5 separate regions of the Mus musculus genome follow, and all the other regions are linked to region 1. Evidence: chromatin contacts called from public Hi-C, HiCAR-type and promoter capture Hi-C data. All regions are on one chromosome and are shown on one strand. Each heading gives the region's core, a stretch centred on a gene start, on an enhancer-like site or on the middle of the called end of the contact. The rest is flanking DNA. Distances are from core to core; before and after follow the strand shown. Region 1 holds the start of Trnt1 (tRNA nucleotidyl transferase, CCA-adding, 1). Region 2 holds the start of 0610040F04Rik (RIKEN cDNA 0610040F04 gene). Region 3 holds the start of Itpr1 (inositol 1,4,5-trisphosphate receptor 1). Region 4 holds the start of Sumf1 (sulfatase modifying factor 1). Region 5 holds the start of Cntn4 (contactin 4).

Region 1 (5,571 bases), core at 1,099-3,598:
GCTCATTGGCTAGTGGTCAAACTTCTTGTCCAGTAACATCAACGACTTACAGAAAACAGCAAGACAGGCTTTAAGGGTGTGGCTTCTGGTAAGATGACCATGTTCTACACTTAGGAATATATGGGCAGCACAAATTGGAGTTGATGCGTTATTTAAAAACAAACAAAAAAAAGAACTTGGGAGAAGAAAGTAGGAATTAGTTTGATTCTGATCAAGCTGTATGAAATTTTCAAGAAATGAAAATATCTTTAAAAATATTCAAAAACCTATAATACTGAACATCTTTAATATTGTTTCTAAAGAAGAGGCAACAGAGAACAGGAAAACTAGGGCTGGGAGAAGATATGAGAAAATGTAACAGGTTCACTTAGCCCAAATTGGAGCTGTTATATCTGCAGTGTTTACTCGGCATTTGAAATGTGTGAGTTTGATAGACATGTTATATGTGCTAGATATATTCTACATATACTATTAATTTCATTCATTTCATTTTAGTTTTCTAGTGGACAGAGAATTTCTGGAATTTTTCACTCTGATTAAATCACAGTGTAAACAGCATCATAAACTTACATTGAGCTTAAAATGTTCTCCTCGGTAGGCACCTAAAATACCATCATCTCATTTCAAGAGTAGAAAAGTAGCCCTGGAAATACCATAATCTTCAGGCAATGTTTCTCACAGTTTCTTCAACATAATTTATGGAGTAAAAACAAAGCAAAGAGAGTCAGCAGAATCCCACTGTTTGATTTAAAAGTACTTCAAGGGTCTAGGAGGTGTCTGAGTAAAAGTCTTTGTCACCAAGACTGACAACCTGAGTTGCATTCCTGGAACACACACAGTAGAGACTATTGACTCCTGTAAGTAGCCTTCTGAGCTCAACACAGAACAAGCACCCTGGTCATCCCAGGAATAACAAGGCACCTCAAGTGCATGTCCGTCTCTGAGGTGGTTTACACAACCACACACTATACTCCTGGAAGCCAATTTTTTTAAATATATCAGCAGGTTTTAAATTGCAGTTCTATATTTAGATTTACAGGCTTTTTAGGTGCACACACAGAAAAAGAGGGAAAAAAATCTATTTCCTTCTGTTCTCTCAGAGAGCAATACAACAAAGGAAAACAGAGCTTCGTTGTTAACAAATCAGATGACATCAGACTCTATAATTTAAAACCCAGCTCCTTCAATTACAGAAACAGACAGGCACTTCACTTCCCAAGCACGTGTTCTCTTCTGTTCAGAACACATATCTAAAGCTCTTGGGTCTCATTACATAATGTATGGTAAATGGAATTTCTTGGAGGACACAGAAAAGTTGTGCTTCATGCTGCAGTCAACTTCCCACCATTCTCAATATACCCCAAGTTGGCCTGTCTTTCATTGGCGCTACAAAAATATCCCAACACTGACAGAAAGATGTCTGCCTCGTCCTTTTCTGCAGTTAACAACTCCAAAGCCCAGAGGACAATCTTAACTTCTCACCTGTCAGGCTCTTCAATCCTTCGGTGAAAAGGGACTGGAATTCTGGGGACTGCAACTTCATTGTAAACAGGTATCGCTTCAGAAGGCACAATCTACTCCAACTACACCTCAGGACCTGCCTGTGCCAAGGATACAGGACGCTCTGCATCTGGAGACAAGTCGCCAATCACACATCTAAGGCGCAAACACACAGGTAACGCCAATTACACTTCAAAAGGAGGGCCAACAAACGCTGTCCGAAATGAAAGTGATCCTTTCAGGAACGCTAAACCACTTCGGTGGCAGCTACCCAAGTACTCTTGCTATGATTACTATATGGGAAGCAGGAGGGATTTGGAGTGCCAGAAAATAAAATATTAGATCGGCAGCAACAGCAGGTTTCCAAAAAACACATCAGTTGCACGTGCTCACCACCCTCCTCCCCTACCCAGGGTCGGCCTCAAGGTTACAGCATGCCAAGTTGGAACTCTGCGGGGTTGCCTCAGCAATTCTCGCCGCATGCCCGACCTCTAAGAGGTGGGAGCTCTTAAAGGGCCCCAAGAAAAGTAGCGCGCCGCGAGGACAGCGACGCTCAAGCCGGTCGCGTATCTGAGATAGCGACTTTCTCCCCTAACTCTGGAAAACTGCGGGGAACCGGCCCTGAGATACGACCGCCGCCCACGGCTCAATGAAGAGAGACCGGGCGTTGCCTAGAGTAGGGAGCAGCCTCCACCTCCCGCCATCTCCCAAGGACGCGTTCAGACGCACGCTGCACAGCCAGGTCGCCAAGGTGTCTTAGAAACGTGGCGCTCCTACTCCGAAGACCCGCTTACCCGCCTGCTGCCCGGGCCGCACGCGCACTTCCGGGTCGCGGACCAGTGACGTCAGCACGCACGAAGAGCCGCAGCGAATGAGAAGCCACTGAGGGTCCCACCCACTTCCTCTGGGCGGGGCTAGGCTTTACTAAGTGGAGCCAGTTCCTCCTGCGCCTGCGCGCATGACAGGCAGTGGGGTTTTTTTTTTTGTTTGTTTTTTGTTTTGTTTTGTTTTTTCGGGCTTTAGATAGAGAAAGCAATCAAGGTTCTTGTCTTGGTGCTTGAGATGGGGTCGACTTGCTTTATCTTAGCAGTTAACAGCTTTTCGTAAACTTCGCCACCGGCAACAGGAAGAACTTTGATTTTATTCAGTCCTATGCATAGTGGAGAGATTGGCAGAGAATAAAAAGACAAACCTGTGGCTTAAACTTCCTTAACCTTCCTAGTTTTCCTTGAAAAACGCATACGCCATAGTATTTCTGTGTTTTCTGTCACCCTGCCTCTTAACTTCAGGGGTCATGGGTATCTAATTTTTTAAACGACAGACTAACTATCCCATTCAAGATTCACAAACACCGATAATGGAGTCCAAAGCCTGAATCTCAGATCCCATGGCCCTGCACACTTAAGTAGATATTTGGATAAATTCTATTAAAGAGAGAGAGAGAGAGAACTGCACTGACGTAAGACAGGATGTTTAACAATCTCCAATTAATATCAACAAATAACAAAAAAAAATATTAACAAACTGAATTGCACGACATCCAGAGGATTTGTCCATAAGTTTGGGAATAAATGTCATGAATTAAAGTTGGAGTTAATGTTCAGAAACCAGTTGAGGTAACTCCCATACCAACAGACCCTAAAAGAAGAGCCATTAAGTCACCCTAGAGACACAAAAGAGCTCTTGTGTTTTATACAGTCACTCAGAAAATTAAGGTTAAAATTACACAATGGAGTACTACTCAGCTATTAAAAAGAATGAATTTATGAAATTCCTGGCCAAATGGATGGACCTGGAGGGCATCATCCTGAGTGAGGTAACACATTCACAAAGGAACTCACACAATATGTACTCACTGATAAGTGGATATTAGCCCAAAACCTAAGATACCCAAGATATAAGATACAATTTCCTAAACACATGAAACTCAAGAAAAATGAAGACTGAAGTGTGAACACTATGCCCCTCCTTAGAAGTGGGAGCAAAACACCCTTGGAAGGAGTTACAGAGACAAAGTTTGGAGCTGAGATAAAAGGATGGACCATGTAGACACTACCATATCCGGGGATCCATCCCATAATCAGCTTCCAAATGCTGACACCATTGCATACACTAGCAAGATTATGCTGAAAGGACCCTGATATAGCTGTCTCTTGTCAGAGTATGCCTGGGCCTAGCAAACATAGAAGTGGATGCTCACAGTCGGCTATTGGATGGATCACATGGCCCCCAATGAAGGAGCTAGAGAAAGTACCAAAGAAGCTAAAGGGATCTGCAACCCTATAGGTGGAACAACACTATGAACTAACCAGTACCCCGGAGCTCTTGACTCTAGCTGCATATGCATCAAAAGATGGCCTAGTCGGCCATCACTGGAAAGAGAGGCCCATTGGACACGCAAACTTTATATGCCCCAGTACAGGGGAACGCCAGGGCCATAAAAGGGGAGTGGGTGGGTAGGGGAGAGGGGGTGGGTGGCTATGGGGGACTTTTGGTATAGCATTGCAAATGTAAATGAGCGAAATACCTAATAAAAAATGGAAAAAAAAAAATTACTTCCACGGTAAAGGAAAACGCACCCGAGTAAAAATCTACAGCTCATATCAGATTAGCGAAAATTTGCATCATGTGTCTCTTAATATTTGGAACTTAGCAGTTATTCAGTATATGCTGTGTTTTATAAAAATAAAGAAAGAATATGGTGGATGTGTAGTCAGGTGTGGGGGGAGGGGGTGCCTCCGCGGACCCATGCTGAGGCATCCCTTCCCCCTGAGGGACCAGCCCAGTATAGTATAGAACAGAGTTTATTCAGGGAATGGGGAGAGGAGTTGAGAAAGTAGTAGAGATAGAGAAAGGCAAAGAGATAGTAGAGGAGTAGAGACAGGCTATGAGCAATTGCAGAGAGGTAGGGTGCGGGGAATGGGGAGAGAGGGGGAAGGGGCAAGAGGACAGAGCAAGAAGGCAAGCTAGAGAGCAGGGGCCAAGCAATTCCTTTTATAGTGAGTCAGGCATGCCTGGCTCTTGCCAGTTAACTCTGGGGCGGAGCCTAGACAAAATGCTAACAGTATAAAAGTAAGCATTGATTTCCATCATGCTAATTCCCCATAGTAAAGACCAACTAGCTTTTGGAGTAGATAGAATCAACATTGTGAAGAATCGCCATTTTATGAAAAAATAATGCATAGATTTGATGCAAACCACGTTAAGATACCAACACATTATTCACAGATATTGGTAAAACAAACTGAAATGCGTTTGAAAACACAAAAGAACTAAGATAGCCAAAGGAAACTTAAGCAAGAGAAGTGATGCTGGAGTCTTCACCACATCTGACTTCAAGTTATACGACAGAGACAATTTTAAAAGCAGCATGATACTAGCTCAAAAATAAACATTTGTAAGTTTTAAACCGAAAACAACACATGAGGCGCCTGTTTAACTATGAAAATAGACCTGGCCTCTAGGTTCTCCCAGCATCCCTCATTCCCATCTGTAAAGCATGTGGCTGGCATACCAGAATTCTCCAGCACAGTAGCTCGGCTGTCCTTCCCTATATAATCCAGACATTTTGGCTACCCTTCCTTTTTTGTATATTTGGCCTCCTGAATGCTGGTCCTGGTTCCCCTCTCCTCTCCTTTCCCCTCCTGCTCGCCCCACATGGCTCAGGGGTCTAATGGCTCTGGATGCTCCCAGATGCCTTTACTCTGGCTGTGCTCTCCTACATATCTATCATGAACGTTTTCCTCCAACATACCTAGGAGCAGTCATGACCTTTTTCTTCATAGATCTGAATGGAATATAGAACAGAATGGAAAACCCAAGCATGAAAAATCACAGCTACAAATGTGTTAGTTTTTTTTTTTTTTTTTTTTTTTTTTTTTTAACAAAAGTGTTGGTAATACTCACTGGAGGAAAGCCAGTAGATCACAGGTGGTAAGTTAAGACCAGAAACTGAAAATTCCAGAAGAGAAGGTGAGAAGGGGTATGATGCTAGACAGCATGGTTTCTGAAATGTGGAACCAGAACTTGTGACACAGAGGGAGCCTGGAGACCAGCCCTTGCTTTGGTATG
Region 2 (5,571 bases), core at 1,869-4,368, 1.9 Mb before region 1:
TTTTAAATAAAGCAGTCTCATTCTAGTCTAGAGTGACACTGAGTTACTCAGCAACCCAAGCTGGCCTTGAACGCATATGAGCCTATCTTAACTTTCAGACTGCTGGGCCTACAGGTCTGCACTACCACACCCATCCTCAATAAGTTAGTATAGCAACAGTTTCATGGAAGCAGAAGTCCAGAGACTCATAAAAAGAAACTATATAAAACAAATACCGCCTAAACAAAACATTGTCTCCCTTGCCCCCCACCCCTTTTTTTGTACGAGATAGGATCTAGGATCTCCCTATTTAGTCTTAAAAGGCTTGGAATTCCCTATGCAAAACTGGCTGGCTATGAATTTAAGGGGCTCCATCTGCCTCTCAAGGACAGGACTACAGGCATGCACCACCATGCCCAAGAAACTGTTACAGCTCCCACTGTAATCCCCCCGCCTGGGAGGGTGAGGCTGGCAGGTTACTTCTGAGCTTTAGGAAAACCAAAACCAGAACAACCAAAACCACCACAAAACTAAAACCAACAACTCCAACAACTGCTGCACACACAGAAACCTAACCTATTCATCAAATAGTTGCATTTCCTCCGTGCAGTTTAACTAGGCTCTTTATTTGTAAGTCTTCTCCATATACTGTAGCTCACACACACACACACACACACACACCCCGAGATCAGTCCTGATCAACTTTCTATTTTTAGAAAGAAAACTGGCAGACATACTGGCTTGGTTTGGTTTCTGTGATTCTCATTCTAGCCTTGGACAGGACTGAAGAACGCCTATTGGGGTACATATTAGGATTCCCCCTGGTCTGTACCCCGATTCTCTGAAACTCAGGATAAATGAATGATGAAAGCAGTGGTTTCGTTGGATTGTGCAATTTGCCAAGATACCTGGTGGCTATTCAGGGAACCACAATGGAAGGCAGGCAAGAGGAAAAAAAAAAAAAAGAAAAAAGAAAACCTGCTGTCATCCTGCCAAGACTGCACCCCACATCCAAAGAGAAGGAAGCAAAGAAACAGGAAAACACTGGGGGCAGACCCGTGTTCTGTTCGCCCATGAATGAGGGCTCATCAGACCAACTGTAAAAACACCCACAATGCAAATTATAGGTGCCTTGGCATTTTAAAGGGGGATGGGGAAGTCTCCCATAACCTAGACACTCTCAAAATGTCACCGAAACATTTCATCACTGGGCTAACATGGACTCATTTCAGGTGGCGCACAGCAGCATTCCGTATGGCAAAATATGACCTTTTAGGAAAGAATCAGAAGAGCATCTCCCCCCCCCCCACCCCTGCCCAGTGACTGTGAAAAATGAATGGTAACAGAAGAGTCAGAAGCCAGAGCGAGCTCCCAGGGGCTAGATTGGCACTGAGCTCTCAGGAGACACTAATCAGGCCGGGGACTCACCAGCTTGTAAACCGCTCTGCAGGGCAATGATTTTCTGCTGCTGCTGATCAATTAGATTTGTCAATGCTTTCACGTGCTTCAACGTAAGCTCCAGAACCACTGCTTTTTCCAAGTGACCCAAAGTCTGAAGAAGAAGAAAAAAACGGAGAGTCTGTCACCCGTGAGGTCAGTGGAGTCCCTTCTGACACTATCTGTTAGGAGAATTGGGTGTCAACAACAACAAAGATAGGAAGAGTCTTTCCTGCTCCACTAAATTTAAAGTTTGCAGATGTTTTAACATATACACATAGATGATCAAAAGCTTAAAAAAAAAAAAAAGCCAGACACGTGTTGTCTATCTTTGGAGGCATTTTGGTAGTTGTTACAGTCTAGGGAGTGAGCTGACAGATATATTTCTCCAGCAGCTGCCCTGACCTTAACTTAGGGGACTCCGGGGATAACATTTATCTGCTGTGGTGTCAACCCAGGGAGGGATGTCTACTGTGTCTGGCAACCAAGTGGCTTTCCCAATGTGTTGCGTTTCTTTCTTTCTTTCTTTCCCCCCTGACACTTGTTCAGAACTTCCAGTCATGCTGGCTTTTTGTCTTCCTTTCCAAATACTTTTCCCGAAGGAAAAGCTAAAAAGCTTTTGGCTACCAGTAAAGATTATGACGAAAAAAAAAAAAGGCACACATTAAATAAAGTAGGTCCTATTGTAAATGAAAAGCGGACAAGGCTTAAGTTTTTAATTTCGTGGTTTGCTTCTTTAAGTCAGGGAGACTACAAGGTGGTGAGAGAGAGAAAAAAAAACTACCAAAAGGAAGCTGTGTTAGTGTTGAAGCCAACTTAAAGAGGCCCCAGATGGTTCTGGTTCTGCCTCTGCTTAGGAAGTTCTGGGTCTGGGGATGGGTTCCCTCCAAACCAGAAGCTTTGATCCGCCCGTCTAGCATGCAGTTCCCCGTGACGCCTGCAGGCGGCGAGAGACACCCCCACCCCACCATCCGCCCTCTGGGCAGAAGAACTGGGTTGGAGCGCAGCCAGCTTCTCACTTACAGTAAGTTTGAGATGTTCGGGTAGGAGATCCTTCAGCTGGGCAATGCACTCGTTAATCCGGTCACGTCTCTTTTTCTCAATCAGCCGGTGCGGCAGTTTGTAAGTTTCCTGCATGGAATACATGGAAGCAATGGGTGCCCGGGGAAGGGAACGAAGCTTCCTCCCTTCCTTCCCAACCGGTAGCAGGGGGGAAAAATTCTGCGAGGGCGCAGAGACGCACCCAGATTCACCTTCTCTGCCCCTTCTTTCCCAAGTCACTCATTTGTGGCAATGAGCTCATCTCATCTTGAACCCCCCAGCCAACCTTGAAACAAGCAAACTTTTCTTGGAAACTCAGCGCACACGAGGGGCTAAGGAATGAGGTTCCCAGGGATGCACCTACCTTGCTGTCTTCGCTCCGTTTTATTCCCCGCCTGGACTTGTACACTTGGTACATGTGGGCAAAATCCATCCTGCAGGGAGAGAGGTCAGAAAAAGCCGTGACTCCCGAGTGCGTACTAGCTGCAGGAGCCCTAGACGTGAAAGAAGCCCCCTATACTCTCAGAGATGCCCCAAGTTGAGAGTGTCGCGGAACACAAGGTTAGGAGTGGAGACTTGAAGGGATCACAGCACACACTTACCCTGACAGGTCTCCGTGCTCCAGCCCTGGAGCTTTGGGCAGGCAGGTAGGAGGTGGTTGCGCGCTGGGGATCCGTTCCATGATGCGGCGAGCAGGGGCCACTGTGCGCTCCTGTCTGCACTTAGTAGAGTCTGAGAAAGGGCTGCCCTGGAAGGGAGGATCCGAGGGTCTCAAGAGGTATGTTCCTATGAGCTAGCCTGAGCTTCCTTGCAATGCGCTGGGATGCCAGGAGCAGCGGCTTTGAGGTGTCGCTTCAGTTGGGGGCGTGCATGGCCGGGTGTCCCCACGGCTTCTGGCTCCCGCTCTGCACACAGACTGGCGGTGTGTGCTCGCTGCGCTGTCTGCGCCGTGCGAGCCAAGTGAATGAGAAGTGGGGCGGGCGGAGAGGCGGGAGGGAAGGGGGGGTTGCTCAGGGCGGAGCGGGCGGGGCGGGGGGGGGGGAGTTGCTGGAGGGGACGAGCCGAGGAGTAAGGAGAGGCTGCGGGCTGGGTTAAATGGGAGCGAGTGGGTGGGTAGAAGCTACGTGTTCTACCCTGTGACTCCAAGCACGTCTGGCCGCTGCCGGGGAGGGAAGGAGCGACCTGCCCGCCCTCCCCCGGCTTCATCACATGAGCCTCACGTGTTGGACAACGCTCTGGCGGCTGCGAAGTGCCCCCCCCCCCTCCAAACCTCGGGCCCCCAGGTGTCTGCGGCTGCGGCCTCCTTTCCCCGAAAGAGGGGGTGGCAGCGCAGCCAGAGTCCTGCCCAGCTGGGTGGGGGGCACGGAAGCTGGAAGGAACCGGGGAGCTGGAGGGGGGGGGGGAAGAGTTGGTAACGTGGGCGAACCTGCCCCAGGGAAATGAAGTAAGTTCCCGTCTCCTGGGAGGGAACGGGGGAGGACGGATTCCGCCCGCGTCTGACTCAAGCCGGGAGAGGAATATCCCCTTGGTCGCTCCAGCCCAGCCTTCTTCCTCCTCCCCCGCCTGGCCCGCTCCTAGGAACCGGTGCGCAGCTGAGGGAGTCGTCGGCCCCCCTTAGCCTTCTCCAGAGGCTGGGGTTTCTTTCCGTCCTGGCTTCCCAGCCCCCCCCCCCCCCCCCCCCCCAGCGCTCAGCCTCAGTGTCCAGGAATTGCCCGCCTTGGGGAGGGACCGAGGGCGGGGCGGATGTCACCCCATGGGAAGCGGGCTGGTGGCCAGGAGCTAGGGCAGCCGAGGCCGCCGCCGAGCACGCCGCGCGCACCTGACCGTGGACCGTGTGAGCCGTGCCGACCCCCTCCCCCCACCCCCACCCCGGACTCTCCCGGGAGCTCAGGTCCCAGGCGCAGCCTGCGGGTGGCCTGGCACCCGACTGGCGCGCACCCATCTCCTCCCGCCTTTCAGGGTGCCTCACTGCCCCCACCCACCCTGGCTAGTCAAGCACAGAAAGATACCGGGCACAGTGCCCGGCGTTCCCTCCCTCCTCTGCCCCCTCCGATGCAGAGGCGTCCGGGTCGCCTCCCCTCCGGCTGCAGCGTTACACAACCGCGGCGACGGCGCCTGCCCTGCAGCAGCGCGGGGCGTGACGCTTCACGTGGCCCGGACGCGGGCCGGAGCTCGGCTCACTTGCAAGCCTCTCCGCGCTGGCTTCCAAGCCTAGACCCCCGCGCACCGGGCTGCAAGGGATCTGCATGGGATCCCGCTGCTAACCAGGAACTTGGGTGGCGCTGTTTGCAGTCTATTCCAGGACAGGAGAGAGAGAGGAGAAAGCAGGACCCCCCCCCCCGCCCGGGTCCCTCCTCCCGCCCCATCCTCTTGGTTGATCACAGTGAAATCTCCACATTTATGCAGCACAAGTTCACTGAGCCCTTTACCCAGTCGAGCTCGCGGCTGGAGACAGTGGAGGTGGCAAACACGGATTTTGACCTTGAATTTACAAGGACCTTTGGGAAGGAGCCAACGAGGCCAACCAGAAGACCGCCTTCAGCAGAAAGTCTAACAGGGCCACTGGCAGGGAATATAAGATGAGAAAGTTTTCATTTAATACTAACCAAGAGGTTTAGGTAGTAGGGGTTAACCCACAGGCCGGTGCGCGGGGCACAAAGGGGCAGCACCAGGGGCCCCAGCTCTCTTCAATCTCGCGGAGGCCGCCCGGCCCCACCCCCACCGACCTGCATTGGAAAAATCTGGTCTCTTTGACCTTCTAACAGCCCGGAGCTGGGAAAGCATCTGAAACGCAGAACCTGCGGCGCTGTGAGCGGCGCTGACACACAGCAAGGGGCCAGTGGAAATTCATGACTAAAATAAGGCCTGGCTGGGGATTTCACTGACCTCTGCGCTCCCCTGCCCTGCAAGTTCGGAGAGTTGAGAGATGACTGTTAACCTTCCCTACCGTGCTTAGGGTCAGTCAACCCGCTGCGGAGTGACCTGGCTGGGAAATTGGGGGAAAATGAGGTCACTGCTAGAACTGGGCGCAGTTTGGTGGGTCAGTCGTCATTGTCAGTGTTCTGACGACCTGGAGGACTGGGATTCGCATGTTGATCAAACTGGGAGTGCATT
Region 3 (5,571 bases), core at 1,597-4,096, 1.4 Mb before region 1:
TACCAACATTCCACAGGTAAAACTAAAGCGGTTTAAGCTCTCCAATTATTCACGTAGAGACACACCTGACTCCTTCAAACCTGCTCAGGTGCCGTGATGTGAATGACCACGCTATACTTCAGATATGAGCCAGGCCTAAGGCTGCACGGAGACACTGGCTTTCCTCTGGTTTTCCTTAACTGTCCTGATTCAAGCTTTCAACACAGAGCTTTCCAAAATGAATTCAGCCCAACGTCAAATCCTCCTACAAATACCTACAGTCTTTTATCCCTGCCAATGGCGCTATCATTTTCTTCATACATCAAACTAAGAATAGCTTGTACATTGTTGGTAAGACATAAATAAGTTAATGCATTAAGATCAATATGTTTACTATTTTTCCTAGCATCTCCCCCCACCCCCCGCCCAGTTCTCCATAAACTTAAACACAAGCGGTACACATTACTGCCCGGGCTGCCCAGTGACTTCATTCTGTATCTTGGTTTCTTTACCCACATCTAAGGTCTTCTGGGATACAGCTCTGCAGCTGGCTTGCTACTACCTAATGGAACAGCCTCATTATTTTTAGGCAAAAGATAGAGAAGAGTCTGTGGACCAGTTAACCTCGTCTGTAATGTACTTCAAAGAGAAGGCTGACCCCAAGCTTTAATCAACATAGACTTAAGTCCACAGAAGAACTAGCCTTCCCTTCCAAATGTTTCCCGCTCTGCCAGTATTCCTGAGGACCTTATCAACAGGAAACAAAAGCATTCTACTACCATAATGAAGTATCTGGCTTTTATTCACTAATTAGAAAAGCCCAAAGATTGTAGCCCAGGGAACAGCTAAATATTTAGGACATTAAAGAAGTTACCAAGGACCAGCTGCCCACAGCTCACCACCCACCCCTATTAACTTGTTGTTTACTCAATTCCCAGACATTTTAGGAAAACAAAAACAAAAACAAAATCCAATGGCCAAACCTGAAACCATAGTGGCACCTGTACCTACAGAAGCTTTATTTTCTAGAAACGGGCTGTGATGGTTTTAAATATGCCATTATACTGACAGAAATGCTGCCTGCCCTCAGCTCCTCATCCAGGAACAGGTCCCAAAGCAAGAGAAGCCCGCTGGGTTCCTTGACATTCAGGTGGCTCCAGTGAAACCCTGGAAGCGACTGTAGTATTCTTTAAGCTCTTCCTTCCCGTTTTTAAGTTCTCATTCTTTCAATTTGTCACTTTCATTTCTTGCAGCCCAGCCCATTCTGGGTACAGGCATGCCCACAACCGAACAGAACAAAGTGACAGTTTGTGAAAGGGAGGGGTATCTCACTCTTGCTTAGGGATCTTGGCAGATGAAAAGTTCTGCATCTTTGGGAATTAAACTAATGAGGGCTCCTCTCAGGCTGGTAAGGGACCACCCACTTTACAGTCCCTTTAACTGCACGTTGTGGTCGCTTACCGACATCTTCCCCACCCCACCCCCCTCACCCCGCCATGCTTCACTTCTGAGCGACCTTCAAAAGTGGCTGTCACTAGACCTTTACTCACCCAAGACCATGACCAATTTTGACCACGGTGTCTTTCTTTTCCCTACTTTACCTCTATGGCAGCTACAAGAGGACTTAGAAAATGCTTAGGACAAAAACCCATTTTTGACTACAGCACTCGGCTCGCACACTCACCTGACCCAGGTCAGGCACTCTGTAGCCAATGGACGCCCAGCCAAGGATGCAAATCCTGGTCCCTTGTAATCAGCTCCTAAATATTTAACAAAGAAAGAAGACTGAGTAGGGGATCTCGCGAGGGTCTATCAGAAATTCTCAAATCCAAGTTTTGACTTTTATAGCCTCCGCTTTTCCTGCAGATCCCACTCCCCTCCAAATTTAGCAGCTAAGTCGGAGGGATCTCTTTCCCCCAAATAAAAGCAAACCCAGCATGCTTATTTCCCGTCAGTAGCTGGCCAGAAAGATCAGACACGCAGAAACTTCGAACACGCCGGATGGGGATTGAAGGTGGATGGAAGTAAGGGACGTGTTGAGATCCCAAAGCACTTGTTTCCCCGCGTGGAGGCCAAGTATGTGAAACCCGCGTCCTCATTGGGCACGAGCTCCGTCCACACTTCTTTCCTCATCGCCCCCCCCCCCCTTCCTCCGGTTTTCTTCCTTTTTTTTTTTTTTAACCCACGGGGACCCCCACGCATGCATTATCCTACCAGCTGAGCAGCGCAACAGGGCTAGCTACATTTTTAGAAAGATTATTTCCTTGAGCGAACTCATATGACCCCCTCAAATACCCCCCCCCAGGGGGAAAAAAAACTATTTCCTGCAGACACTCCAACCGTTTCCAACTTGGGGGAATGCCATTTCAATACGGGGAAGGAGGTTGAAACCGGTCACTAGAGTCGAGGACGTTTGGGGTTACTTAAGCCTGAAAAAAAATATATACCTCCCCCCAAAACTGTTCACAGGGAAAGAAGCCCCAAAATACACGCCAAGTGCATGCAAAGCCACCAAAGCCACCAAGAACTCCCGGTGATCAGGGCAAAAACTTCTGCGCACGGGAGCTAGTGCCAACTCCCCGCGCCCTCTGCCCGGCCCCAGCAGCTACCTTGGTGACCGGGGAGCCACGCCGGTTTGGGGGATCAGGACCAGGAGAGGGGTTAGCAGCCGCTGGGCAATCCCATGTCCGCGAAGAGGGAGCTCGTTCCGTTAGGATGGGAGCGGAACACCCACACCTCCTCTCGGCGTGCGCTTTCTCTCTCTCCACCCTCTGCCTCCACCTCCTCCACCACCACCACCTCCTCCTCTCCTCCCACCCCGGCAGGCTTGAGGAAACGCTTCAGCAGAACATCCACATGGTTACTGCACTTTAAAGCAGCGCCCGACCGCTTATATAGGCCGGGAAGCTCCCTGGGCAATGTAGTCCGAGTCCCAGGTCGTGCCGGCGCCTGGGGCTGCGCAGAGGGACTACAAGTCCCAGAATCCCCTGGGCTCCGGGGCTGGGTTCTAAATAGACTCCCGCGCGCTGACCAGGGGTGGGAGGGGGAAGAGGCGCCCAGGCTGAAGGCTCGGGTTGCGAACTTGTGTCTGAACACCGGACTCCCCAGGTTTGGCAAGCCCGACCCACTGGGTATGTCCCCTACCTCTGTGAACCCTTCTCTTTTGACTTGTATCTTCCCTTCCTAAAGTCAGGTGTCACTAGGGTCCGGAGAGAGAGGAAGAGCTCGGATTACTGCTTCGGGAAGTTTTTACAAGCTATTTACCCACCCCCGCGCGCCCTGTGTCCTGGAGCCAAGAATTTCAGAAATCCGAGGCACAAAAACGCCAGTGTTTGCGGTCAAGGATTAAAGAAACAAGTTTGTCTTTATTAAATCTGGTCTAGTTTTTTATTGGATCCTGCTAGTGTCTGCATGAAAAACTAAGTCTGGAAATGGGGTGGTCCCTGCTATTGAGGATGCGGGGTAATCGTGTGAGAGCCCTTTTCTGAATTCGAGCTGGGTCTGTCTTTCGTCGCCCGGTAGGAGGTAAAAGAAACGCTACCCTGACGAGTGAGCAAATAAAGGAACCATGTTGTGACTTGCTGATGTTGTGATCGCGAAGCAGGAAAGAAATACAAACCGCGACCTCGGTCCTGACCCCGCTTCTAAGACCCCTATGCTCCTGGAATCTGTAAACGCTAAAGTAAATAAACCGCAAACCAAAAAAATAAGGGCTTCAGAGAAAACTGCTTATACTAAGATGAGTGCGTCCAGGCGAGGCGTGCTGCAAGTCTTCAACCCAAGCCTCTGGGCTGAAATGGATTTCCACACACCAGAAAATAGTGTAGGCTCCAGGCTGCAAAGTGCATAGAACTTTGGTCTTGGGAAGAAGAGTTTGCATCACAGGCAAAGTTATCCTACTGTCTCCTTCCCCATCCCACCCTACAAACTAGACTGCACGTATTCATTCCACAAACGTTCCCCGGGTGTCATCTGGGTGCCAGGCCAGGCACTGTGCCAGGATATGAGAGCGCGCCAAAATATATCATAACATCCTAAATGGGGGTCTGTCTGCTACCGCTAAAGACCTGTTAACAGTAATCCTTGTAATGAAAACAAATGGTTCTACAGAGCTCAGCCTACCTGCTTTCTGTACAGCATGCTATTGAGTGTCACTGATTCTGGGTTTGTAACCTCTTTGTATACAGCAGGTATAAGGCCAAAGAACAGGACAAGCCAGGTTAACTTTGGTCTCCTTTGCAACTCCAACCTGTACCTATACTAAGCACTTGCCCATTGGGACCTCCATCACCACCTCCTTAAAGGAGCCCCTCCTATTTTAGGAGCAGCCTCTAAGCCCTTAGGCAAATCACCTTGAACTCTTTACCCCAGGTTTGCCATCTAGAGAGGGATTCAATACTCATTAATGTTTGCCTGTTCTCTTTTCCTATTACGTGATTCAACAGCCTTGCCTCCTCTCGTGAAACTTTAAGAACAATAGAGGGCAAAATAGGTAACAATTATTGCATATTTAGTGCTCAACCTAACCATTAGGGGCATCACACGGGTGCGTCCTGTGGCCCAGGCATTGTTTCTAAGTAATTTAAGTAGATCATTTCAGCGATAGCACATGGAAAGCTAAAGGCATGCAGGTTAAGTTATATCCAAAAGGCACCGTTGGCAATCTAGGAGGCAAGTGGGGATGCTTCAAGCTGCCTGTCTGTCCTCGGGAAAAACCCCAACTTGTCACCACAGAGGAATCCACACCTTTCATATCTGTTGTTTTTTCCTTTCCCCGATAAAAACAACCTGATCCACTTTCCAAGTCCCTTTGACCCTAACTTTCAAGCAATTTCAACAAATCAGCCCACAAAACGGGTGGGGGTTGCTTCATGATATTCTAATGTGGATTTGCAAAAGAATCCTTGGCCATAGTTGAGAGGCACCGGCAGCTCATTTTCATCCTCCCCACACTGTAGACACAAGCCCTTTGTGTAGTTTATCCATGGTCTTCCCTCCCCAGCCGGAAGTTTCAGTGAGAGACCATGTCTTCCTTACATTTGTGTACTCCAGTCCCCTTGACTCAAAAAGGCTTACCCTTCTGTTTGCACATTTTTGCAGATTTGGAAAAAAAAAAAAAGTTTCCTGCAACCTTGTAATGGAAGGTGCATTGAGCATACAGAAGGCAACAGAAGCATGTCTTTCTGAGCATTTGGGCCGTTTAGCTGCTCAGATCAGTTTGCTTTGTCAGTGTGTGCACATAGTGCTGTTCAACGTTTGGCAAGTTCTGGAAGCTGCCAGATCACAGGAAAATACTTTTGCTAATTCTACTATGGCTCAAAGAGATTCTTTGTGTCAGACAGTTGATGTGTGGCAATGCTAACGGTGATAGATGCTAGAATGAGTGGCTTATACTCCTTTATGAGCTGAGGAGAGGGTGTGTGTGTCTGTGGGGGGTGAGCTGCTGCTTCTCTGTTATAATTTTTCTTGGGAAGAATTTTTCTAGACATGCATCTCCAATCCAGGAGCTATCAGCCATGTATGCACCGAGGATGCAGCTAGTTCTAAAGAAGATGTGAAGTACTTATAAAATACACAATGAGTTTCAAGCAC
Region 4 (5,571 bases), core at 1,739-4,238, 1.4 Mb before region 1:
ACTCACATACTCATCAACCAGTTACCACAATTATCAGGTCATGACTTGCCTTCTCCTACGTACCCCTCCTTTTTTGGGTTAAGGAGTCAAATCTTCAGCAATGAGCACACACAGAGTTTTTCTATATGTATGAATCAAGAAAGGAATTTCAACATTTTAGGACTGAGAGTTTTGTCTGCATCAGTGTAAAGAGCATTGCATTGCAGTCTCCTTAGAGCCACTGGGTCTTTTGAAACTGGAGTTACAAGGGGTTGTAAGCCTCCATGTGCATGCAAGAAACTGAACCTGAATCCACTGGACGGTGATCTTGATGACTGGGCCATCGCTCCTTCAAATGAATTCATTCTTTACAAAAAAAGAGAAAGGAATAGCTGGAGACATGGCTCAGTGGTAAGGAACACTGGTTACTCTGCTACAAAGATTGTGGCTTACAACCATCTGTAACTCCATTTTCAAGGGTTATGATTCTTTCTTTTGGCCTCAATAGGCCCTATCTACTCATTGTGCACAGACATATACACAGGAAGAACACCCATATACAAAAAATAAATAAGTGAGCAAAATCAAAAGTCTTGTGGTTTATGTAAGATGCATGTATTATATTTGATTAGTACATTACTAAACCTTCTTCTTTTTTGACATAGCATTGATATTGGTCTCAGGCTCCTGGGTTTCATGGACTCTCTGCCATCACCCCGCAGAATATTTGATATTAAGGGCAGTTACCACTGGCTGGTTTTGTGCCAACTTGGCACAAGATGGAGTCATAAGTGAGTCTCAGTTAAGGAATTGCCTTACACATATCCTACTTTAAGGTATTTTCTCAATTAGTGATCAGTGGGGGAGGGCACGATATATTGTGCATGGTGCCATGCCTAGCCAGTAGTCCTGGGCTCTATAAGAAAGCAGACTGAGCAAACCCTGAGGAACAAGATAGAGAGCAGCACCCCTCTATGGCTTCTATAACCACATGCCTCCAGGAACCTAACCTGTTTGAGTTCCTGCCCTGACTTCCTTAGAGACACACAGCAATGTGGAAGTGTAAGCCAGATAAACCCTGTCCTCCACAACTTGCTTTTTGGTCATGGCGTTCTGTCACAACACTAGAAACCCTAACTAAGATACCACTACATACGACCATTGCTGTGTGTGTTCTAATCTGTAGACTTCCCTCTTCATCTTACTTTTTTTTTTTTTTTTTTTTTGTCTAACAATCTATTTGCTGATACATCTGTAGAACAATCATCACTAAACTTCATTATAAGTTAGGTATGGTTGCATAGGCTGTTACAGACACAGCTCCCTGTAGGCTGAGGCAGTAGGTTCAGGAGTTCAAAGCTAGCCTGAACTATGTAGCAGAACATAGTCAAAACAAAAACAAACAGCAAAACCCAATAGAATCTTCAAAATGGATCAGAATATTAGGAGAACTTGGATTTCCTGGCTTCCAGTTTAGGTCCAAGTTCAGTGAAAGACAGTGTCTGCTTAACAGAGTCATAGATCAGGATGCCTGTTGTCCTCTGGCCTTGGCACACACCTGCCCCGGCCCCCTTTTATGCTGTGTCCAGTTTCCAATAGATTCTGATGAAGTGTTGCATTTTAAAATATTATTTATTTATTTTTATTTTATGTGCACTGGTGTTTTGCCTGCATGTATATCAATGTGAAGGTGTTAGGTCTTGGAATTACAGTTGTGAGCTGCCTGGTGGATGGTAGGAATTGAACTCTGGTCCTCTGGAAGAGCAGTCACTCCTCTTCCATGGCTAAAACCATCTCTCTTAGCAAGTGTTGTCTTTCCAGTAAGTTACCAGGTGATGCTCTTACTGTTGCTATGGTCCAGGTTTGGCTTTGGACCCGGGACAAGGGACTGAGGTGCATATTTTACAATCAAAGCAGACCTGGCCTCCAGGTTAATCCAGCATACTTAGGTTCCTACTGGGCATACCCTGTCCCCAAGTAGGCCCCTGGCTGCCTGCTCTTCCCTATATAATCCAGACATTTGTTCCTCTCTCTCTCTCTCTACCCCTCTCTCTCTCCCTCTCTCCCCTTCCTCTCCCCTTTCACCTCCTCCTCCTCCTCTTCCTCCTCTTGAAAGAACATAGGTGGGGGTTGGAGATAGGGAGGCGCCAGGCCAGTCCGGACATTCTTGTATGTCTTCCCTATCTTTATGGCTAGTTGGTTCCTGGGATGACTTTACAGCCTTTGTTCTTTGTCTTAGGCCCAAAAAGCCCTCCTAACTAGCAAGCCGCATGAGTCATGGACCTTGAATTTTAATTTTCTTTCACTTTCTCTCTCTGCCCTGTGTGCCCTTTCTCTCTTTCTCCCCACCCCCCACCTTGGTGATGTTTCTGGCCTTGGTCCTTGGGGGCCAGTGAACTCACTCAAGAGCAGCTTCCCAATAAACCTATCTTCAATATATTCTAATTTGGCATTTATTGGTCTATTTTACCAGTGGAGAAATAACCTATCAGTCCAAACTTTGCGAAGTGTTATTTTATACAATCTCATAGTCTAGATTTACCTAACTCTACTCACTGGTCTTTTTCACTATGCTCACTTTCCTAAGTCCAATTTCTGAATTGCTTATAGAGCTCAAAATTCAGGGTTTCTGGTTAGATACCTTGGAGTTAGATTTTGGTTTTGACATGTTTGATACGTGATTTGAGCAGACCACTTAATTGTCCTGTCAACACAATGTAGCAGCATCACGAGAACTAAGTACTTAAAAAAAAAAATGAGTGTTTATGTAGTAAGGTAGTGGTGCTCAGCAAATGCTGAATAAATTCAACTAGCTTTCAACCACGAAACTAGAGAGGGGCACATTGTCTGCGGAAGGCCTTGAATATCATAGAGCTTTGTTGTGGTTTGCATGCTTTTAACATTAGCAGGCAAACTCTGGCTAACTACCTGGAAGCAGTCTCAGGCTATTATTTATTACCTATGTCAGCCAAAGCCGCTGCTTTAAGCACCACAGGTCACGTGATCTCCATGGGTCACATGACTCCGGGAACAACATGGCTGCGCCCGCGCGAGAGCCGGCTCTCCGCTGCTGCATCAGACTGGCGCGAGTCTTCTTGCTGCTGGTGTTGGCGTGCGAGGTGGCGGGAAGCGATGAGGCCGAGGCCAGGGAAGGTGCGGCGTCCCTTGCGGGCTCGTGCGGCTGCGGAACGCCCCAGAGGGCCGGGGCCCATGGCAGCTCGGCGGCGGCGCAGCGCTACTCCCGGGAGGCGAACGCCCCGGGCCTGACCTCAGGCCCGCGACCGCTCGCGCTCACCAAGGTGCGCCTTCCATTCCTGGGGCGTGTGGGTGTCGTTGGCTACGGCATGAGGCCTCGCTGGGCCAGAAGAGGGGGGATTCGGAACTCCTGGAAAGGGTCGAACCACATCCCAAGTCTCTCAGCTACAGATCTCATTTGACAGATGTCCTCCCCCCTGCCCCCCCCCCCCCCACTGGGAGATGGGCAGGGGTTTGTGGCTGTGTTTATCACTAAAACTTAAGAGAGCTTAGCTTGAAGAGTGCTGTCCATTCTTTCTTACCTCTTCTTGCCCACTTCCCCCTTCCTCCACTCCGCCCTCCTGCTGCAGAGCTCCAGGAAAAGTCTGATGGATTCGGGTTTAAGTTCTAGTTTTAGTACCTGTGGAGCCTGAGTCTCCAACACTGCCTTAAACTCACTGTGCTCGCAGACTTGTATTTATTCTGTAGTGCTTAGCACTCCGACTGCAAAGAAGTATGGAGCCGAGTGTACTTTATTGCTTTTATTTATGTCTTTGTGTAGTGCATAGGTGTGTTAGATGTTAGTATGTACGGATGAAAACAGTGAATATAGAAATGGACCTTCATTCTACTTGCTAGCTTTAGGGAATTCACCCCAGGCCCTCTGAATAACACTTTTCTTTTGTACTCCTATCCAGTCTATCCTTGTTTCCCAGGTCTCTTTTCTTTCCTCTATGTTAATTGGCACTTAAGTTCAGGAGTTGGTGAGGGGTAACATCTCCTGTGGGTCTTCCCTCCCTTTCAATATTTCCATAGATTGACTCAGTGGTAGGTAGCAGTGCGACAACTAAAGATGCTTGTCTATAAATCCCCACAGCATTTTTTGGAGGGCAGTTGCCCAGTGGCCACTTGTCTATTTTGCTTACTGCAGTGCAGTGTTGTTTTTCTGTTACCTACTTGATGATGGAAAGAGTTTTAGATCTGATTTATTCTCTATGGATTTGCCCCCCTCCTCCCATCCCAGTGCCTAACCTATTTTAGACATTCTGTAATATCTCTTGAGTGATGTTTGTTTGTTTATTTATTTATTGGTAGCTACACTATTGAGAGGCTATTTTGGGGGTGAAGGTTATCGGGCACTTTTCAAAGAAAGCCTTTGTAAATATATACTTCTACTGTGTACCCAGAGAATCCTGTGCAGTCCATCGTCTTCTGGGTCATAGGTGAGGCAACTGAAGCTTCATGAGTCAAACATTAGTGCTGGAAATTTGGATCGTATTCCACCTATGAGGAATGTCTGTATACTGTGGCTGGACCAAGTTTTGTGTAGCTATTATAGCTGTTGGCATACAGATTTCTTTTGCCTGAGCCTTTTGTGTTAAGTTCAATCAGTAGAAAGTAGGCAATGGAAAAAGAGCCCTGCAAAATAATTTTATATGAGTTTATTTTAGTTTTATGCACAAAAAAATCATACAGTAGCAAATGGAATCAGGATAGCTTCAAATGAGAGGGAGAGATTTATGGATTCTCTATACTTGGGAAGATTGAGACAGCACATGATTGTAGACACAGCTGGATCCAGGGCACCAGGCAGCATCCCCAGGCCCATTGTTGGCTGTCCCTTAGCCATCTTACATTAGTTTAGGTCTGTTGTATAGAGGACATCCCACCTCCTAAACCAGTTGGAAGAGGAAGAATTCCTTCTTAGTGGCTCCAGGAAAAGTTCCCAGGTAAACTTTGAGCCATTGTCCTGTTCCCAGTTGAATTATTGTGGTCAGAAGAATTGGCCATCTGGAATAGATACATCAAACTAATAAGTTGTCTTATGCTATTTAAACTCACTGAGAAGTTTGCTTGGGGGTGATGTTGGCGCCCCCATGTTAGACCCAAGCATGTTTGTCTTCAGAGTGTTCTTCAAGATCCCTTATCCCAGCATGGATGAAACAGTGTATCCTGGAATACTGGTGGGGGATACTTTCCCACAAGGGAGACTTAGCTACTATTTATTTCTTGATACAAAGGGAGAAACAAAGCCTGTGTTGGGAATGGCTAGTGGGAAGTCTCACCCAGGAGACTTTCTGCCTTGGACAGTTTTTTGTTGATCAAAGGCTTCAGCTGATTCTTTGATGCTTTGGGCTTCCCTAGACAGTTTCTGCTGGATACTGTATCTGATCTGATGCTCTAAAAGCCTGTTATTTACCTAGTAAACTCACTCACTGGAGACTGGAAACATGGCTGTCCTGGGTCACTGTGCATGCTGAACTCAAGCCTTTGTCACAAGACACGTAGTTGAGTGATCCATGTAAACCTAGTAGTTGCTCACAGTGTGGTTCTGTGATAATGGAATGATTTTTGTCT
Region 5 (5,571 bases), core at 2,029-4,528, 1.1 Mb after region 1:
ACATATTTTCCCTTGTATGCCTGCATCCAGAATAGGAGAAGTTCTCCCAAGCACTGCTTCTTAGGGCTCATCCCAGGCACTCTCCTCATGACAAGTAAACTGGCTCTGAGGAGACAGTTTCCCAGTTCTTTTGCAACTGGCTACTCTGTCACTGGTAATGAATGAGAGACACAAACAAAAAAGGGAAAGGTAGCAGGGACTCCCAAGCTGGCAGTGGTCCCTTAATAGGAGTGATGGCCCAGTGATAGCAACAATTCCCCGGGATACATAAAACAGCACCACTGACTATCTTTCATTGCTGCTTTCGTGAACTATGGATTTCACCATACCACATCAGCAAACATCCTCAAATCTTAATGACCTAGCGATCCAATTTTCTTCTCATATAAAATAATAAAAGAAACTTAAGACAAACACAGATGAGGAAAGAGAAAGCAAAGCCCTAACTACTGGAGTCTTTGCAAAACTTCAAATGCTGTTTTATACAAAACAATACAAAACAATAAAAACAAAGACCTGTCCACATCAAAGAATAGAGGCCTACCCCTGACTACCACATGACATCGATTTGTTTGGTGAAAATCCTATAAAAGCAAGTTCACAACCAAGTTTAATTTCACCTGATAAAAAGAGAGGTGACAGCTAAGGCATATTGCCTCTAACTTTGAATATAACAAAGAAAAGACATTGAAGCCAATATCAGATAAACTTGGGGATGTCAGAAAGTTGAATAAGTCAGGATTATAGAGGATAGTTTCAGTTGACAGGCTTAATTAATTAGGTTATTTTGATTGTGTTTTTTTTTAAAGACTTAAATTGAAGATAAAAGTTGTCTTTGGGAACTTTTGAAAGAATTTGCAGCCAAAAGACTCAGGGCTTAAAGGAGAAAAGAGCAAGACATGCTTCTGAACAAGGAGACACAGATAAAATAGATGGTTAAAAGGATGCAACCTCATTTGACAGATTTATTCTTTAATCACCCTTAATCAGGTACTTATGGAATGACTACAGAAGGAGGTTCTTAACTACTCCCTAACTGACTTGAAAGTCCTCAAACCTGAGAAATTACAAGTGAGTTGACAGGCAACAAATGAGAGATCTGCCTTTGTTTCAATTTCCAGAGGCAACTTTAACAACAGGTGACTTCTCTGAGTTGTAACCTCTATTTCAAAAGAGCTCTCCCAGCTTGCAAGCAACCAGAGTGTTCCACGCTGAACAGTAAGGAGGCTTATCATGATCTCTTATACCAAGACAGGCAGTTAAAGTCGGGGAAAACCACTGTTTTTGTTTTTATTTTAAGTGACAGGAGGGGGTGAGTAGAGTTTAATAAAGCAGCAATACTCATGATCTTAGTGAACTAGGTTTTTGAAACTCAGCTATGTTTCCTACTGCCTACAAACTAGTGGAAATTCCCAACCAGCTCTGAATGAACTCTAGATGAAGGCGCCAGGAGCAGATATAGAGAGAAATCTGAGTTGGCTCTTGATCACCCAAGGCATGTCTGTAGTCTGATGTGATGCTCTTTTTCAAACCCCTGAACAGAGACAGATAAAGCCTGCTCCCCAGGAAAGCTTGAAACATTGCTTAGGAATCCCCCGACCCCACCCCCACCCCCATTTACAGCTGCTTGTGCTCCTACTGTGCTAAGGAGCAAGAACCAAAGAGCTCCGTATGCCAAAGCATCTAAGCGCTCAAAGCGCGTTTCAAATTATTCTATGTAGGTGTCCAAACGAATCAGTCCTGTTGTGTTTGTTCCTTGAAACATCCAGCGCCCGTCACCGTAAATTACTGGAAATGCCCACGCAATTAAAAAGTACCTGTATTCTGAAAAACAAGTCCCGCCCCCGTATTGGTTCCTGTAGGAAACTAGAAAAAGTTCAGCGAGGGGACTCACAGGACCTGCCTTACAAACAATCCTGTAAGGTGCCACCAAGATCTGGCCTGCCATCCTCCAGGCACTCCACACTGCCAGGATTATCAGTTACACTGATTAACCAGGTCACAACCTCCGCAAACCTTTGCCAAGGGAACTTAGTGCCTGAGGCTCACAAACCAGCCACCTTATCTTCCCAATGCTCTCCGCAGCATCCTTGCAACAGCAGGAGCACTGTGCTACAGAATGTGTTCATGCATCAGGTTCTGCTTGGTTAAGGAGACTGAGGAGCCTACCTGTGTCCACCTAGCCCACGCCTTTCAGTTTTAGTAAATATATAGACACTAGAGAAAGGTAAAGAGCAGAAATGAAGGAAGAATTTTGAGAGCAAAAGGGTTAAGGGTTGGCATTTAAGGGATGCCTGAAGCCCATCTCTCTTGCTGCTTGTACAGCAGCGGCTAAGATGCAGTTAGTTACCTTTGCCTTCCCCAAAGAAACTGAACACCCTCCCCTCCCCATAAGCTATTGGAAATACATGCTGCACCTACAAGCTGTCAAGTGCCCTCCACAACACAAGAGACCTGGTCAGTGTTGTTCAGTGCGAAACAATCACTGTGCTTTGCAAAGAACCATGCACTGTGTGGGCACTCCAAAAAGGAGCGTTTCAAAAGGGATCACTCTATCATGAGTCCCAGTCTCCGGAGCCCTGATGTCCAAGTCCCTTCAAATTTCAGCCCAACTTCATCTGCTCATACTAAGGGTTGCACCCAAAGGGTATGGATACCCAGGTACCCACAGCATTAAAAAAAAAAAAGAAAGAAAAAAAAAGAAAAAAAAAGAAGAAGAAAGAAAGAAAAGAAAAGAAAAAGAAAAGGCAAGAAGGCGCCCACGGAGCAAAGGCGCACAGAGAGGGCAATCGCGTGACCCAGCTGAAGACGCTGATTTTAAAGGTTCTGGATGCATGTTCTGCTATAGGCTCTTCGGTTGGCGGTCGTAAGGCAACGCAACAAACTTCTTTTCGCAGTAATAAAGGAGAAAACTGGTCGCCGTGAGGTAACAGTGTCATCCAGGGGATGGGGGACTGCTACATGCCAGGTAGAGTTTTCTCACCTCCTCGCAGCCTCCCGGACAGCCCTGCAGGAGCGACAACCCTGGGTACTAATCTGTCCATCCCTAGCCCTTAAGGACCATGCTCTTATATCCCAAGCCACAGACCAGGGTGCCTGGGACAGTGCGCTCCAGAGTCGGGCTGGACTTACCCAAGCACAGCGCCTAGGAGAACTGGGCTTGCTCCACCGCCAACGTCCGAAGGTCCCGGCGGAGTGGCAAAAGCTCCCTACTTGCGACCAATCCTGGTTATGAACCTTGTGCTCTGTGGCTGCCGCGCGTTCCTCTCCCTCCCTGTGCTGGTGGCAGCTCTCAAAACCCGGCGCACCTGAGTTCAGGCTGCAGCGGTTCCTTTGCAGCCACTAGCGGAAGACTCATAGGGAGGGGGCGAGACAAGGGGAGGGCGGGGGCGGGGGCGGGGGGGAGCGCTCAGTGGAGCTGGGCATGCTCAGTGAGCCACCAGAGGCAGTGGACCCTTAGGCGTAGCACCTGCACCGCCCTGCCCTGGGGAGGCGACCCCGAGTACCCACGCGGGACACTGGTAAAGGGGGCATTGTTGGACATGACTAGCTCTGTCTGGTTCCTGGAGAGGGACATAAAGGGTGTGTTTGTGCTAGGGTACAAAGAGAGGATGGCATCTTCCTTTGCCACCGGAGTATTGGGGAACTAGGAGGTGCGACCGGCCTTTGGCTTCCTGCACAGTCGGAATCCGGAGGATCTTTAAGGTGGTGTGGCCGGGAATACCACCTCTGGGCTGAGAATCGCTTCGCATGGGTTTGGGATGAGCGGTAGTAGTGGACTAGACAGAGATGGCTTTAGGGTCGGTTTTATTTGCTTATTCTTAGGTCAAGGACATCGGCCAGACAGTGATAAGGACAGGAGCTGGTGTCTTAACCGGAGCAACAGACATTCAAGCTGAATGAGGCTGAATGAGCACAGAAGGGGGAAGGGGGAAGAGGAAACACTTGCGATAAAATAGGTACAAGGATCAATATGTGGTGTATGGGGGCATACTAAAAGCGTCGTTATTCAAAAGCAGGTGTAGCAGTTAATGACAGTCCTGTGGTCATTACACAGGGCTCTACGTTTCCTTGCAGAAATGGCTCCCTTCATCCCAACTCTAAATTTTGAAGTAGACATCGAGACTGGGAAGGAAGTCTGAGCCCCCTTGATCCCTGTGCAAAGGCAGAGGGGAGGCAACTCAGTGGAGCACATCTGGAAACCATTTACAGTAATCCCAAGAGAGACTGAGTTTTCTCTCCCTGGGTGGAAACAAAGCCCCCCGGGAATTTTACAAAACCCCAGCCTTCCAGTGCATGTCTCAGCAGATCAGAGCTACATAAACAACTTCTGACCATTTACACAATCATACAAACCTACCCTGACATCTCCATTATGTGGGAAAGATGTTAACTGGAAAACTATTTTTAAACTACTGTAGTAAGCAAACACTCCACTCCTCTAAACACATGCGGCAACCTCCTTAATTGATATAAGTGATTTTGTTGTATCTTTAGTCTCACTTTTGGGTTATTATTGGTTTTGATTTTTAACATAATTCATTCTTGAAAAATGAGCAAATGTTAATGAGGGAATAGCTATTACAGGTGTTTCACGGTTTCTGAAGTTAATGCTGGAAGAAAGAGCCCCTGACCTCATTTTCAAAGTACTTAAATCTAGAGACAGACTTAAGCCCCTCCCCTTCTCTCATGGGAAGGAAATTTCACAGAAAAGAAAACTTGGTAGTGTATTTTCCCTGGTGAATTATTAAAAATGAATGGTTTCTAGTAAGTTTGATGCACCTGCCTGATCCATGATTCTGATAACTTTTACTGCATTGCTTTACTTTATACTATATATATGTATATATTAATAAAGTATATTATATATACATACATATTTCTCTTTTTGTAATTTTTAGATTAACTTTTATAACTAGCATACAAAACAAGTGGATTAATTATTGCTTTTACATATATGTATTGAGTATTTTGTCCTGTATATGTCCTCTCACTACATTCCAGAATCCCTCTGTTTCCTTCTTACACCCAAACATCCATAGTCTATATTCTATTTTTAACTAAGTCACAGGTACACACAAGTGCATGTGCGTGCACGCACGCACGCGCGCACACACACACACAGATTCATAGATAGATAGATAGATAGATAGATAGAGAGATAGATATAACTTTTATATAGGATAGTCAGCAAACGCTGATAACAAAAACTGCCTAGCTTAGGAGAAAAACCTTCTTTTGTGTACTCATACACTCAGCATATGCTGAGAAAACATGGTATCATGACATTTTAAGCTCAATATATAATTAAGGCCAGTACAAAAAGGAGAGGAGAAAGACTGCCAAGCTGCTCCTTCAGCAGGAGTAAAATTGAAATAATTTTCTAAGTGTTGTGACCAGTATGAGAAAACTCCCGTGACTGTGTCCCTGAATTTCAGCTCTAAATGTTTCATTCGTTCGTTCTCTTACCTTTAATTCTTTCTCATGACTGTGACTGTGTGGGAGGCTTTGTACTCTAGCAAATGAAAGGAAGCTCAAATATGACCATGACTTAGTATCTGCTCAAGAGAT

The links. Promoter capture Hi-C pulls out the DNA fragments that hold promoters and counts their contacts. A called contact is a pair of places that touch in the nucleus more often than the background predicts. HiCAR-type assays count read pairs that join an accessible place to other places.
Region 2: a contact with region 1 is called in a HiCAR-type map of astrocytes, with 4 times the contacts expected there. The contact joins the promoter of 0610040F04Rik here to the promoter of Trnt1 in region 1. A contact is called at or near these places in 9 of 39 promoter capture datasets (3T3-L1-derived adipocytes, cranial neural crest, embryonic stem cells and 5 more), 5 of 115 datasets of contacts at active chromatin or transcription factors (astrocytes, embryonic forebrain, extraembryonic endoderm stem cells and 2 more) and 1 of 9 other capture datasets (adipose tissue).
Region 3: a contact with region 1 is called in a promoter capture Hi-C map of pre-B cells. The contact joins the promoter of Itpr1 here to the promoter of Trnt1 in region 1. A contact is called at or near these places in 6 of 39 promoter capture datasets (3T3-L1-derived adipocytes, the C10 cell line, embryonic stem cells and 3 more), 1 of 484 Hi-C or Micro-C datasets (B cells), 3 of 115 datasets of contacts at active chromatin or transcription factors (large pre-B cells, pancreatic cancer cells and pro-B cells) and 2 of 9 other capture datasets (adipose tissue and liver).
Region 4: a promoter capture Hi-C map of liver shows a contact between it and region 1, with 3 times the contacts expected there. The contact joins the promoter of Sumf1 here to the promoter of Trnt1 in region 1. A contact is called at or near these places in 4 of 39 promoter capture datasets (embryonic stem cells, liver, pre-B cells and 1 more), 1 of 484 Hi-C or Micro-C datasets (pre-megakaryocyte-erythroid progenitors), 3 of 115 datasets of contacts at active chromatin or transcription factors (astrocytes, large pre-B cells and pro-B cells) and 1 of 9 other capture datasets (liver).
Region 5: a Hi-C map of cerebral cortex shows a contact between it and region 1, with 2.6 times the contacts expected there. The contact joins the promoter of Cntn4 here to the promoter of Trnt1 in region 1. A contact is called at or near these places in 1 of 39 promoter capture datasets (hippocampal neurons) and 1 of 484 Hi-C or Micro-C datasets (cerebral cortex).

Annotation. Positions count from the first base shown.
Region 1 is chr6:106,765,915-106,771,485 of GRCm38.p6, reverse strand. Trnt1 (tRNA nucleotidyl transferase, CCA-adding, 1) reads right to left here and starts at 2,348. Exons shown (of 9, transcript NM_001242358.1): 1 at 2,230-2,348; 2 at 1,483-1,656. The coding sequence starts at 1,630.
Region 2 is chr6:108,658,481-108,664,051 of GRCm38.p6, reverse strand. It overlaps 0610040F04Rik (RIKEN cDNA 0610040F04 gene), which reads left to right and starts at 3,118. Exons shown (of 7, transcript NR_104577.1): 1 at 3,118-3,235. It overlaps Bhlhe40 (basic helix-loop-helix family, member e40), which reads right to left and starts at 3,423. Exons shown (of 5, transcript NM_011498.4): 1 at 3,060-3,423; 2 at 2,822-2,891; 3 at 2,440-2,547; 4 at 1,408-1,531. The coding sequence starts at 3,139.
Region 3 is chr6:108,210,371-108,215,941 of GRCm38.p6, reverse strand. It overlaps Itpr1 (inositol 1,4,5-trisphosphate receptor 1), which reads right to left and starts at 2,846. Exons shown (of 62, transcript NM_010585.5): 1 at 2,589-2,846; 2 at 1,664-1,739. Gm38872 (predicted gene, 38872) reads left to right here and starts at 3,024. Exons shown (of 3, transcript NR_167935.1): 1 at 3,024-3,087; 2 at 3,169-3,336; 3 at 3,502-3,686.
Region 4 is chr6:108,183,000-108,188,570 of GRCm38.p6, reverse strand. Sumf1 (sulfatase modifying factor 1) reads left to right here and starts at 2,988. Exons shown (of 9, transcript NM_145937.3): 1 at 2,988-3,278. The coding sequence starts at 3,015.
Region 5 is chr6:105,675,452-105,681,022 of GRCm38.p6, reverse strand. It overlaps Cntn4 (contactin 4), which reads right to left and starts at 3,278. Exons shown (of 26, transcript NM_001109749.1): 1 at 3,133-3,278. Gm15631 (predicted gene 15631) reads left to right here and starts at 3,442. Exons shown (of 3, transcript NR_132434.1): 1 at 3,442-3,521; 2 at 3,826-3,959.